2 separate regions of the Culex quinquefasciatus genome follow, and region 2 is linked to region 1. Evidence: chromatin contacts called from public Hi-C data. All regions are on one chromosome and are shown on one strand. The core of a region is the stretch at or near the end of the contact, and the rest is flanking DNA. Distances in the headings are between cores, read along the strand shown.

Region 1 (7,206 bases), core at 3,036-5,535:
AAGCTGGCAAATAAATCAAGCTTGATAGATCAAAGCAATTTTCCGGGTCCAATTTTCCGAGAAACCCCGGAATGAATGAGCCTCCCGGCCATGAAAGCCATCACGTTTTTTGGCCAAAAAGGAAGCTCAATGTCAAAATCAGCCAGCATTTTTGAACGTTTTCGTTCGGTGAGTTGCTGACTAATTTCATTTTCCTCTCCACTGAGATGGTGCGGTTCCGGACTTTTTGATATTTCAAACAGGATCGATAATTTTTCTCTCTCTTGGTGATGATGCCGATATTCATAGAAGTTAAATTGGGTTAGGTTTTTTTTGGCGTGCTGGGTTCGCACTTTCATGGCTCATAAAAGATTGCTCGCTTTTTATGGGTTTTGCAGCGATATCTGGGTGCGCTATTATGGCGAGGAAAGAAGGAAAATCAATAAAAATATTCTTTGGCTTTCCAAAAGTTGAGAAATGAAACGAAAATAAAACTCTTAGTTTGGCTTCGGTGAGTAAACGAAAGAAATCCTGGCGTTTTTTTTTTTGTTCGTTCCGGAAACAAAGAAAAGTGCAAAATTGTGTGCAAATGCTTGCATAATTTAGCGCCCCTCGGGAACGGGGTCACGTCGGTGTTTTTCCGGGAAAAATATACGCTGCACGTGGGGGCGAAACTGAAAAGATTGTGTTGTCGTGACTGGCGAAATTATCATGGAAGGGAAAATAAATAAATTGAATATTTCATGACTTTCAAAATACTTTTATATAACAAGTAAACAAAAAACTCTCCGTATTTTAAAAATGCAATTCTTTGAAGTGTGAATTGAGCTGAACTCACAAGCAGAATGTTAAGGCTTCAAAATCTAGTTGATTCACATGAAACTTATCGATTGAAATTGAATTTTGAATATGACCTACCGTCAGCCAGTGAAAGCTACTTGAAGTTTTAAACTTTTCTTTAATCAGTTTCGTTCAGTTCAGGTAACACTTACGTTTAGCTCTGTTAACACTTAAATTAAAAAAAAAACGATGTAAGAAATGCTTTATGATTGGAAATGAAGCGACTTTAGAATGTTAAACTATTTCAAAAAGTATGAACATAACTGAATTCAGTTTAAATTTTGAGTCAACTAAAATAGGTTCACTGAAAACCTAATTTTTTCAGCTTGTTCAGCTTTTAAGCGTTAACCCTCCTTCGTGATAACATTATTTTACAAGGTAAAAAATAATACATGGGTCTTTTTCCTTCCCTCAAACTTCACACCCTATGCATTACAGTAGGGCTGGCCACTTTGATGGTTGTATTCAGGGTTACCAGGTCCGAACAGAAAAAAAATCTGGCAAAATAATCACTTTTCTCAAACTAATGAGTAAAGTTGTGTTCGAAATTGAAGTATTTTCACGTTTTATACATTAAAGCTCTACAAAATAAGCAAAATACAAAATACAATCAAGAAGTATTTCAAATACGGTTTTTGTTATAACAAGTGTGAACTGAGCTTAACTCAACTATTAGGTGAACTGTAAGAATCTGGCGAAACAATAATTAGAACAGTTTTTTTTGTAATAATATCAAAGCACTGCAGTGCACTGATTCCAAGAGGTCTAAAGTGTGAACTGAACTGAACAAACTGAGTTTATATTGTCACCTTTCTTTTTGTTGAAAAGCCAGGACAAGAAAATGAAAGAATAGAAATTCTTCAAGAAGATTACAGGCCAGTCGGAACTTTCAAACAATATCCTCTTTTTTGCTAAGAAACAAAATAACGATACACTAAACAAATTGACAGGGTGGCCACTCAAATTACATTTTCGAATTCCAGACTTTTACAGAACTTCAAATAATTAAAATGTATATAAATATAAAAAAAAATAAATTTTATCCTTTTTATTCAAGAATTGATTCGTTAGATTAATTAAATAAATTTTTGTAAAGTTTTATTTAAAATTATGTAGATTTCATTCAAGTTATCAGTAATTGAATGTTTTCAATTTCATTTCAAAGAAAAATCCAGTTAAATAAAAATTCATGCTTTACCTCTCATTTATCATAACTCTCTTGATATTTTTTATAAATCATTAAAAGCTTTTTCATTTTAAAATATTGAAAATTTTCGGAAATATGCTCCAAACTTATTTAGTTTACTTAAGCTGAAAATTAAAACAAAAATACAAAATTTTCAAGAGCTAGAACATAATTTTAGAACTAAAATGCCTTTTTTGACAAAAAATAAGAAATTCCCGACTTTTCCCAGATTTTTTGGAGATTAAAAATACTTTTTGAACCCTAATTTAATGCTCGAAATTACAATAAGCCAATGAAAGCTTTAAAAAGGCTTTTGTTATTACCAAAATAACTATAAAAAGCATTTTTCCAGCAAACTAACCAATCGTGTAAACTGGGCTGAACGATAAGATCAGTTAAATTTTTGCTTTTTACATAAAACCTTACTGAATATGCATTGACTCTGGTTAATTTTACAATCATAGTAAAGAATGCAATGACTAACTTCTTCTTTTTTTTAAAGATTGTTTTTTTTTGTAGAATTTTGGAGTTTTTTTTAAATAAAAAAAGGTTCTGGAAACAAAAAAATCAAATTTTGCTTTTTAGGTGTTTTTGAAACCGCCTTGAGTCAGGGGTATTCAAAATCACCCAAAAAACAAAAGATGAAAATTTTGCTAGTTTTACCGTTTTAAAAAAGTTCAGAATTGCTCATAGAGGGAAAATGTAAATAAAACGTAATCAACCTGGCCTATCTTAATATCCTTCGGGATAACCTCAAATAAATTCAGAATTTGATTAGCTTTTCTCCTTGCAACCCACTCGTATGTGTTTGTGTGTGTATGCGCTTAAGTGCTCCTCCATGCGCAAAATAATTCATCCATAAATAATCACAACAAAACCGGAAGCACCCACACAACCCCACCCCAACTCCTAGTACCTCTCAGTAGGCGAAAAACACCTGTTCAACGTTCGCCTACTCGATGCCCTACTCGACCCTCACTATAACACTATACCTCTTGATCAGAGGCAAGACCCATCCTAAAACCACTTTACCCCACACACATACTTCAGAAGTGAGTGCGAGGGGGAGGTAGAATGCAGTTCACCACTACCAGCGCGCGCGTTGCAGCACAAAGTAGGCTCGGAGGATATCCTGTTTGCCGACTACTCTTTTTCCAGGCCTGCCTCGATTTTCACAATTTAATCAAACAACCCCCCCAACCAAACCCCTTTGACAAGGGGGTGGACTTTTTCGTTTTTATTTTTGGTGTGTGCACTTTTGTCAGTGGGTGTATGTGTGACGCGCATCGCCTACTACGCTTACGTGAGTCCTTTTGTCGATGACGTATCCTTTTTGCACCAATACTAGCGGACGTTTTTCGACGTTGTTCAATCGATTTTGTTATTGTTGTTGGTGCTGTTGTTGTTGTTTTTGTTGTGGTTGGAGTCGGCCAACCGCGTAGTAGGCCGGGTGGTCGTCGTCGTCGAGGGGGGAGGCTGATTCATTCACTGCTTTTCATGTATTTTTGGATGTAGATAAACACAAGTGCCGCTTCTCATGGCCTACTAGCTGGTGTTATTGGCGGTTTTTCCGAGAAAGGGCAAATTTTTCACGTCACTGAGCGCCGCCGAAATGGTTCAATGATCGAATTTATTCGATACAGCTATTCCTTTTGATTTGTTTTCGTCCTTTGAGAACTGGCAGGAGGGGGAGGATTCTCCTTCCGAAGAAGCCAAAAACAGTAAAACTATAACGCACGCGTTGGCCACCCTCGCAAATATTCTTCCTTTTAGGTTAGGGTGGTCCTTCCACTTTGTAGATTCTTATAAATTTATAATTTCTTTGGTTATACATTTAAGGCAGTTTGTTCGCACTAAATTCTAACATAAACTAGACACACGCACAGTAAGCACCATCAACAGCAAGCTTCAACAAATGGCACAGCCACATTCCAAAGGGTGGGGGTTCAATTCCCGACAACAGCGCAAAAAAAAAAAAAAAACTCGCAATTCCTAACAATAAATCATGACACTCGCGGAGTTTCGCCAAGGAAAATCGATCCCAACAACCCGAGACGAAAAGCACTTGATTTGGTCCATTTGTGGCTGCTGCACCAACTCCTTCAAACTCCACACCAACAAACCGTCAAAAACTTCCGGACAAATCCCACTGGCAGCACTTCCGGTTCAAGGAATTGTCGCGTAGACTTTTCGGGGAGGGGTCGTCCTTAATAAAAGGACCACGCGCGTCGCGAAACCGCCCCTTGAAACAGACCGATCTTATCGCCAGAAGTCGAGTGACATGTCTGAGCGGTGGCCAACTGTGGAACCGATGGCGAACCCGTTCCGTCGCTCAACGCTCTCGCTCTCAGTTTGCGTGAGTTCTTGTGAGAGGAAAAACTCCCGCTCTCTCAGAATTCTTTGAAAAATCTCTCAAAGAAGGGGTGTTTTCCCGTTTTGTGGTCAGTTCCCGACGCGAGCATATGTTTTTCCAGACCACCCCAAAAATCGGCGACGACTTTCGTCGGAGTTGGCCCTTCTTTTAGCATGAGTCACCGCACGCTTCGATTATGTGGCGCTCGCTGTTGCATCACGTTCGGAGTGGCACTTTTCTTTATTTTCTTTTTAGTTTTTACGTTTTTTTTTGCGAAAAAAATAGAGGGTTGCGCTAAATTTGGACGGGGTTTTAGAGTTTAGCTGCGCTGTGCGCCAGGTGTTTTTGCGCTACCTTTATTGTTATTTGGGGTTCTTCTAAAAAGGGTCACCGATGACAGTCGGGCGAAGGTGCCTCTTACGTGATAGTTCAAAGGGTTTAAAGGATGTGTTTTAGCAAAATTCTTTGTTGGGTTTGAAATTTACTAAAAATGAAGCAATTTTATTGCTCTCCATCATTTTTTTTTAACAAAAAAATAAGTTTCAACCAAATTTTTAAAATACAAAACATAAAATTATTGAATACTGATTTGGTTATGTTTTAATAAGGTCCAAAGATCTCCGAAAAAAACAAGAATAAGATTCTCAATAAAATCAAGAACAAATAAAATGAGTGCTGAAAATTATAATAATCATTAAAAAACCAAAATTAATTGCAAACTATTTTGAAAAAAAAATGTTACCTTTTTTTTGTTTTTTATTTATTTCCTGTTTCCTGGGAAAAATCACTCAATTCGAGAAGCAATAGTTAAACATTTTTGAAAAAATATGTACCAAAACATTCTCTTGCACGATAAGCATTGCATAAAACAAGAACAACTCAAAAATATCAACTTATACAGGTTTGACAAATGAAACAATGAATAGCGTCGACGTTAAATTTCCTCAAAATTCTTGGGAAATTGGACGCTCTAGTTTCAATCAATTATGGAACTTTTGGCCTTTTAGCTAATTTTGATGTTTGAACAACAGAGTTACTCTGTGTTTTAAAAATTTATGTTTTTGAAGAAATTTTCATTTAAAATTAACTAAGACTAATAATATTTTAAAATAAACTCAAACATGTTAATAAGGACTAGAAACACAAGGGGAATGCATTTAAAATTGTTTTCAGCTAATGATTGAAATTTTATGGTTTTTTTAGGGCTTGATTTTTCGGGCCGATTTTGAAGGAGAAATTTTTGACAAGTATTTGCAACAGCCTAACTGTAATAATGTATAAAGGATTTTGTGATAGTTTTTGCTTCAATAATTCGAAAATTTTGAAATTCATTATAGAAAGAATAATGTTTTTTTATTCAATTTACGATGCGTTATAAAAATATTGCTGTAAGGAAATTAAAAAAGTCCCTATTTATTAAAAGTTGAAAAATTAAAGTTAGAAAGTATGATTGTTTTGTCAATAACTAGTATTTTGATTAAAAATAGCATATTTTTCATTTTTGTCAAACTGATGTTAAAGCAACTTAGAAATATGTTTCCTTCAGAACAACTCCTAAAAATAAACGGACGAAAAAATATTCAGCAATTCTATTAGAAAGTTAAACTCAATTATTTTTTTCCTACTTTGAAGATTTTTTATACCATATATATGAGCTGGAATCTCAAAAAAGTATCAGATATCTTACTGAAATTGAGATATCTTTTGGTGTCGTTTGATCAAAACACAAGGTTTGGAGGTCCTTAAACAAACTTTATTTTTCTATAAGAAAACTAAACTCAACATTTTCAAATGATCCAAAATTGGTTAGGATAAATAATAAGACACGTATTTTTATAGGCCATTAGGGTGATCCAAGTTACGGTGATTACAAAAACATTAATAATAGTTTGATAAATCTAACCTAACACTTGAAAAGGTCGTATGAAACTTTAAAATGCAGATTAAAAAAAGGTGATGATACATTTTTGGACGTCAAAAGTTTTGTTCTTCTCATAACAAACATTTAGTAACATTTTGTAAAAATAGTAATTAAAAAAATATGTTTTGAAATTATTTCTTTAACCTTTTTTTCAGCCAGTTTTTGCTTTCATATGAAATTAATGAATTTTATGTAACATGTTAATCGACACTAATTCGTTTAAACTATTCGGAATGCATTGAATAACGTTTATACATTTATACATTTTTTTACAAATAATGGCTTCTAACCTCTATAAAAACATATTTTTGCAATTCCGTCGTGAAATTACTTACTTTTCCTGTCATTCTTGAACGACGAAATATCCTACTTTTTTGTACCAAAAATAACAGAATCGAATAGCAACACTTTTCAAAATAAATGCTGAAAAGTCCTACTTTTCAGCACTCGATGGGTGCTGAAAAGTTGAACTTTTCAGCACTTGTTTCGAAAAGTAACACTTTTCAACATTTTTTTGATTTCAACGATTTATTGACAAAATACATGAAAATTTGACATAAAATTTCACTCAGTGTGTGTTTATTGGAACTGCAAAAAATGTTGTATGGAACTCGTTGCAAAACTTGATTTTTTCAGCACTCTTCGTATTTATCTAACTCGGTGAACCTCGTTGGATAAATGTACGACTCGTGCTGAAAAAATCCTCTTTTTGCAACTTGTTGCATAAACTACTATTTTGAGACCAAAATTTGTATAAAGACGTAAAACTTTTGAGAAAAATATATTTCCGTAAATTCAATGACATTATGAAAATTTGTGACAGTAGCATAACTGTTCTAAAGCATACAGCATTTAGTAAAACCTTTTTTTAAATGCCTTTTACTAGAAATTCAGTTTTTCCAAATAAATTTTCAAAATTAATAGAAA
Region 2 (7,206 bases), core at 2,168-4,667, 250 kb after region 1:
CGGTTCCAACACCTTCTCCAACCTTATTTTATTTTCATCAGAAATTGGATCTTGAATGTTCCAAAACTTCTTAAGAAAATTGAACTGGTCATCATAGTTTAGCGGTTTTATTGACATTGCTTTTATCTTAAGCAACTTTTCTAGCTTTTGTTGTTCCTTCTTCCTGCTGCTTATTAGAATTTTAGTGTTTTGTCGTTCCATCAAAACCTTGATGCTCTTCAGTGCCATGTCTATATTATTTGATTCGGTTTCATCAAAGGCATCCAAAAACAATATAATTTCATTTGCATCGTTATTGAATACTTTACAACTTTCTTCAAAACAATGACCATCAAAAATCTTAAGAGCGTGCTCAATCGTTTGTATTTCCTGGTTGTTCGCGAAAATGTTATTCATGTAAAATAAAAAAACAAAATTTTCTGGGCACTTTTTCTGCGCTTCAAAAGCTAAATATTGCCAAAGAGTACTTTTACCCATGCCAGGCTCTGCGACTAGAAGAAAACATTTTTGATCTTTAAATTTATCATAAAGTTGATCGATAAAATGATGGTCTTTCAGATCGTCGAATTGAATTTGTTTTAATGTTGAACTATCGGAATGCTTTGATGAATACGATAATCTACGATTAATGTAATACCTTTGCATTTCTTTTAAACTTGAACATGATCGCTTCGAAAGTTGATTGACCAAACTATTGATTTCAATTTGAATGCTGTCCAACCATTTTTGTGTCTCTTCAAGATTTAGAAAGTTTGCATTTTGTGTAACATTGTCCCATGCATTAAATTTTTCCTCTATCGATTTATAAGAATCGATAACAACACTCGATGGGAGCTTCCCAAAATCATCCGGTGGAATGAAGTTTCGCATCCAAACGCGCATTTCCTTTTGCAGTATTTTTGACATTTCTGCATCGTTCGGTTGTGAGACCGATAAAATTAAATCATTGATAAAATTATTGAAAATTGTTTCATCAACAAAAGGAGGAATGTGTTGTTTGCGTGATTCACCTTTGAAAAAATCGTTTAGCGTTTTTTCGTCAACAAACACCGTTGTGCAATTGTTTTGTTTTAGATACTCGAACAGTTTACGTGTTCTAAGATTGAAGTCTTGTGTTGGAATTTCATCTTTGAGATTTAACTGCTTTTCCGATTTGAGGAACAATTGTTTTAACGGAGTTTTGTGCTCTAAAAGAAACTTACATTTATTTTTCAAATCACTGCTTTGAAGATTATCTTTCAATTTGGAACAAAACATATCAAAGTTTTGATTGGCCTTTTTTGAAAGTGCGTTGAGTTGTTCTGTGTTTGGTTCAAGCTTGAAATGCTCTGTACATGTGTCGAAACTTAACAGATTATCCAAATTATTGTCTTTACTTATTTGCCCTTTTAATGAGTCGTGTATTTTTCGGTTTGTTGATACAATAAACCACTTCCGCTTTTCTTCATATGGCCAATCATCTTGAACGTTACAGTACGATTCTAAATACTTTATCAACGCGAAATCTCCCTTATCATCTCCAAAAAGCATTTCGGAAGTCAATTCACCAGGATTTTTTGTGTGTTTCGCTTGGATCAGCCACCATTCTCCGGTATCTTCCAGATAGATGACTACATCATCGAACTTACCGACAATGGTCATTTCGGTAGCCATCTTGAAGTTTCTCTTTTGCTGGGTTGCGGTCAGTGCAAGTTTTAAGCCAATCTTCCGTTGATATGCCATGCCATCGCTGCCGGTCTTGGTGCGCACGAAATGAGTTGATGTCATCTTGGCAGTGAGTTGATTTATCGATTTTGTGATCTTACTGCAAATGAAATCAAACCATTATATTTATTAGGTTAGTAGGGGAAGGGATTGATGTTAAAAGACAGGACGTGGGAAGGGAAGGGGAATCAGGAGGATGATGATGAAAACTTTTCTTCGATTCTTAGATGTTTTCAACCGAGCCATGTAGCCTGGTAAGCGGAAGATCGTGGATTCTATTCCTGGCTAGGACCAATAAAACTGGTGCTCGATTGCTTAGTAAAGGGAAGGTAGTGTTTAGCCAAAAACGATCGTGAAGTCAATTTGTCTCCAGAACAACAATAAATCAGCATTAAACACTACTTAAGAGCATGTGGACAAGCTCAGCTACAGGCCCGCATGAAATTTGTGGTCCCCAGAAACACGTGTACTTTGAATTGTTCTAAAATATTTAGATATTGCTGTTCTGTTTTCAAAACTGGCCGATTTTCAATAACTTTATTAAAGAAAAGATGAAAAATATTTTGATGTTTTTCATACAAATAATCACTAGTTTTTTTTTGTATTTATTTTAACTAAATTCGCACACGCGCTATGTCTCGAGAGTCTTCACTTCAAATTTCAGCAAATTGGGCCCATCTCATCTCGAGATATCGTGGCACCCGTTCCATCCTATCTCGAGATATCGTGGCAACTCGGAGTTCAGAGAAAAGCGCTCACAAAGTTTGACAGTTCGTTTTGCACATGGATAATTTTTGAGCTTAAATCGTCTTTCACTCAGTTTAATCATGTAAAATCTTGATTATACTTTAAAGAGTGATTGAAAATCATCCTGAAAGTGGATTTAATAAATAATCTGTAATATGAAACTTTGTGATTTTCTAGATGTCTACAAGTTTTCTCGACTTATCTAGAGCTAATTATGCATGACCTAACTGTATTTAATATATATGATCTTTTCAGTAAGTACTTACTTTTCAATTGGCGCCTACAAAATTCCAGATATGATTCAATTTCGAGTTGCTTAGGTCCTCGATTACGTGCTAGTCGGATGGGTTTTTTCCTTAATTAAGACAGGAAATGGATTGTGCAGCAAACCAATTTGATTTTCATTGTTATCATGAGTATTTTGATAAAAATCTAAAAGATTATGACAAACAAAGAATAAAAAAAAATGGAAAAGTAAAAAATGAGATTGTAATTGTTCAGTTTATGAATGTTAATGTAATAATCAATTTATTAGTGAAACTTTAGCATAAAGTTGCATTTTAGATTTAGATGATTCTTGTTGCATTTGATCCGGATGAATGTCAAGAATCACCTCCAACAAGGTAGATCCAGAACAGATGCGTCTACCCTAAGTTGCAATAAAAAGAGCATTTCCACCTTTTTTCCAAGGATTGAAAGAGCCGGTGAAGTTGCATTTTCAACTTTTTTTAGGGGCTACAAGTGTTAAAAGAGCTTAATTTTGTCCATCGTTCAGTAATTGATGTATTTCAGTCAGTTGTATTGAAGATTCAAATGTACAGTTCCAAAATTTTGAATACTTACCTAAGTATAGTTTAATTAAAGTCCTTGTGCCAATACTGATTTCCTTCAAGCTTAACACTTTTACAAACTTTGAAAATATGTTCTGGAACCACACGGAGCTCAACCTTTTCTATCGAACTTCTGAACAAAGTATGCGCTTGTGGCCATATGAGCACCGTGTGATATTTATATTTTTTTTTTCGTTTTTTACCAGTTTTTATCTTATAATCCGTCCGTCCTGCTAATGATAAGGATATTGCGCCAGAGTTGAACACAATGCAATATTAATCAGAAAAAAACTAACTTAACCCACCTATGTGATTGATGTCTTCCTCACTCTTTGCCAAAAATAAGGCCAACCTTCAGCATAGTTGGAGGTAACTTACTGCAGTTTGAACCATTTTTGAACAAGAATATTAGCTTTTGTAAACATGCTCAATTTTGATACAAACAAGAATATTCTAAGTTTTTGAATGTTTGTTGTACTCAAATCAAAATCAGATCAAAAATATATCAAAAATGTTTAGAAAATATCATTACTTTTCCTGTCATTCTCGAACGATGAAACGGCCTCCCTTTACTTACAACAAAATAACGAATTTGAAAATTATTACTTTTCAACACCAGTGCTGAAAAGTTGAACTTTACAGCACTTGTATCGAAAAGTAAAATTTTTCAATATCTTCTTGAATTGAACTGTAAATTTACTCGATCGGAAGGGTCAATTCTTGCTTATTTTTTCAAAAGGTCCTATATAAATAGGGAACTCATGGCGCATAGGTCGTTTGAAAAAGTTTTTACTCACTTACGACCAATTTGATTTTGAATGCAAAGACAAAACTGCAAAACTACCAAACAGTCAAATTTTATGAAGATATGAAGATATAAAAAAAGTTCCATGTTGATTTTTCCTGGGATTATTCGTTATCTTCACAAACATTTGAGTTGAACTTAATTTACCTGATTATATTTTTTGCTTTGAATTTTAAAGATATGAAGAAACAAAAAATGGCTTGTCGATATTTCCTGGTATTGGTATCTTCACAGTTACGTGCGTTGAACTTAATTTTCCTGATAATTCAAAATATATGGTTGCGAGAGCATTACCTGGGAGACGTGGCATTTATCATAAATTTTATTTAACTTTTTACAAATTTAGAATTCAAATAAAATTTAAATTTAAAATGTTCATGTAAAGTGGAAAGGGAACTTCTTTCATCTCCAATATATTTTTTAAAATCACTTTAGAGCAATTTGTAACTGTCGGGTTACCACCGGCTCACGAGCGCTACCGAGACTCCCTCATGTAGCCTCAGGGTCGGCATGCTTGCGGTCCTGAATCGCGGTAAGCTTGGGAAATGCTTTCGGCCAAGGTAAAACTCCATCACTTCGACTGAACTCTTTCTATTTACTCCCACTTTCTTACAGCTATCTCGTCGCCATCGTGCTAACTTGTCGTACGTGCATTTTGGGTCAAATTGAGTTAAGAACGCCATTTTGTGCAGCTCACAATGCCTCACCTTTTGACCTTCACAGATCCCCAAAATTCGATTTCAATCCTGAGATATTCAACAAAAACCGAAAAAACTCCGTGTATTTTTGTCACTTTACATATGAAAGTAGTTTCAATCTTGTCGTGCTATCTTGTAACTCCATGAAAATTGATGTAAGTGCGACAAAAGGCCAAAGGGATTTCAGGCCAGGAAAGTCAGGATGCGTTTGTCGCACGTACAAGCTAGACTACCGTAAACATTTGTAATTATAACTCGGGACTCCAGCAACCAACTTCAACCAAACTTTGGGACAATGCACAGAATGGTAAGCCAAACAAAACGTGTTTGTTATTGTTTACATTGCGTGCTCTCGTTTTTGAATATTCAAGGTCAAACATTAAAACGCGTTTTTCTCGGAACGTCAAAATGGCGGGTGCGACAAGATAGCACGACGACGTCGATCTGACCTTCTCTCTGCTCTTCCTTCTTCTCGGGGCCCCGTACTCCGACTCAGCTTCCGGTGACGCCGCTTCCTCTCCTTCTTTTGTGGTTGCTGCTACTCGCCGTCATGCGGCGTAGCCGCTGCCCGCAGCTCCGGCGCTCGCCGTCTCGTGGCGCAGCCTCCGGGGTTGGTGTACTGGATGGCGTACTCGACCGGCTGCGGTCGTTACAAGGGAATACCCGGATGAGGCGCAGGTACGACGATGGTCTACGTCCGGCTGCGGACTGGATTCTGGGGGTGACTCGATGGTTGCGGCGAGTCCCCGGTTTGTGTCCTCGACACGGTTGTTACTGGGCGGTGCCGAACTGGCACTTAACGTGAGGTACGAGGGGTCCTGGAGGTGATGGTTGAGGTTAGGTGAGCCATGACGGTTGGATTTGTTGGTTAGGCGGATGGGGTCGTTAGGGTTGGCAAACTGGCGGGTTTTGTGGACAAACCTGATGTCTAGGCTTAGTGATTTTTCACGCTCAAAAATTGCAAATTTCACGGGGACCTTAATTTCAAAACACCAAATTTCACGAAAATTTCGCGGAACGTGAAAAATATTAAAATAACCATGAAAATTTTATGTTAGACTTACAGAAAGTACTTTTTATGTTTTTTTACATATTATTTTTCAATAAACCTAAAAAAATCTTAACTTAATTTGAACGTGACACAAAAAATAATTTGATTAATTAAAAAAATCCACTTGGTTTATGGATGGGCTCTATAAATATTTTGAAAAAAAAATGCGTATTGTCATTTATTGACCTGCTTTTTTAATGTTCGAATAATATAGCTAAACAGTTTTTACAATTTATTGAATTTCATATTAAAACCAAATTTAACAAAACAATCTAACAATAAAAATAACTTTTTTGCGACATTTGCCCAGTAAAAATAATTTAAAGGTTTTCATCTCACTTTTCAAAAACTAAAATAAAAATCACTAGTCAAAAATAATTTAATCTGTAACGAAATTTTTGAAATTTAAAAAAAACTATTTTTTAATCTTGAATAAACCAAGCTTGAATCTTTCAGCATATTTCAAAATTATATCTTTCAAAACTCAAATTAAATTATAGTAAAATTGTTATAACGGCAATTGAAAAAAATGTAAAATTCAGCTGGTTTCCTAAGAATAACTGATAAACTATTGTTTATAGTACCACGAAAATTGCAATCTATTTTCTCAATATTTTTCTTCCTCTTCTCTGATGGAATCAATTTTTTCAAACTTTTTTTTTTTTGCTCCTCCTGGACCGGAAGAAATGGGAAAGACAACTATTTTCACGAAATGTTACTTTTAAATGAATGTTTGCTTTTAATTGATTTCTAAAAGTAAATCCATACAACTCAAAAAATCTGTACAATCTTTAAAAAAAATTACAATATACTTGTTAATTCAATTTTAACAAGTATTGGTTGAAAGAGACAAAATTTATAAAAAAAATCGAGAATAATTTTTCTTCTTTGACTGATTTTTGTTAACATCATTTAAGTATTCGCAGCAATCACTTCTCAGTAAATGTTGTATCAATTTCATGTTAATATTTGTTTGTTAACAATTCTTCAAATGGTTCATACGCTTTTCAATTCAAATCTAATAAAATTTACTTTAAAGATCTTTAAGAATGAAATATTTATTATTTTGTTATTTTTATGAATTGATTTGAGAAAATTGATAAATTTCACGGGATTTCACGGAAATCTTCAAATTTCGCGATTTTCACGCTGTCCGCGAAATCGTGAAAATTCACTAACCCTACTGATGTCCTTCAGCGGTTCCCAACACTCCTGGTTCCCGCTGGCACTGTCACTCACGGCCGTGGCCGTGCACTGAAACTACTTGGCGAAACAGTGGAGTTGTAGCGGTCCAACTGTTCGCTATGACTCTTTCCGGGCAATTGGCCGAGTCTTGAGGAGTCCTTGGCGGTTGACGGTCTTCGTCTTTCC

What was found. Hi-C and Micro-C count contacts between places; a contact is called where the count stands out from the background.
Region 2: a contact with region 1 is called in a Hi-C map of whole body, with 2.7 times the contacts expected there. The contact joins the promoter of LOC119767071 here to the promoter of LOC6032110 in region 1. A contact is called at or near these places in 2 of 2 Hi-C or Micro-C datasets (both in whole body).

Annotation. Positions count from the first base shown.
Region 1 is chr2:219,283,272-219,290,477 of VPISU_Cqui_1.0_pri_paternal, forward strand. It overlaps LOC6032110 (protein sickie), which reads right to left and starts at 4,286. Exons shown (of 11, transcript XM_038256687.1): 1 at 3,309-4,286.
Region 2 is chr2:219,537,143-219,544,348 of VPISU_Cqui_1.0_pri_paternal, forward strand. It overlaps LOC119767071, which reads right to left and starts at 3,418. Exons shown (of 3, transcript XM_038254506.1): 1 at 3,295-3,418; 2 at 2,718-2,883; 3 at 1-1,804. The coding sequence starts at 1,767.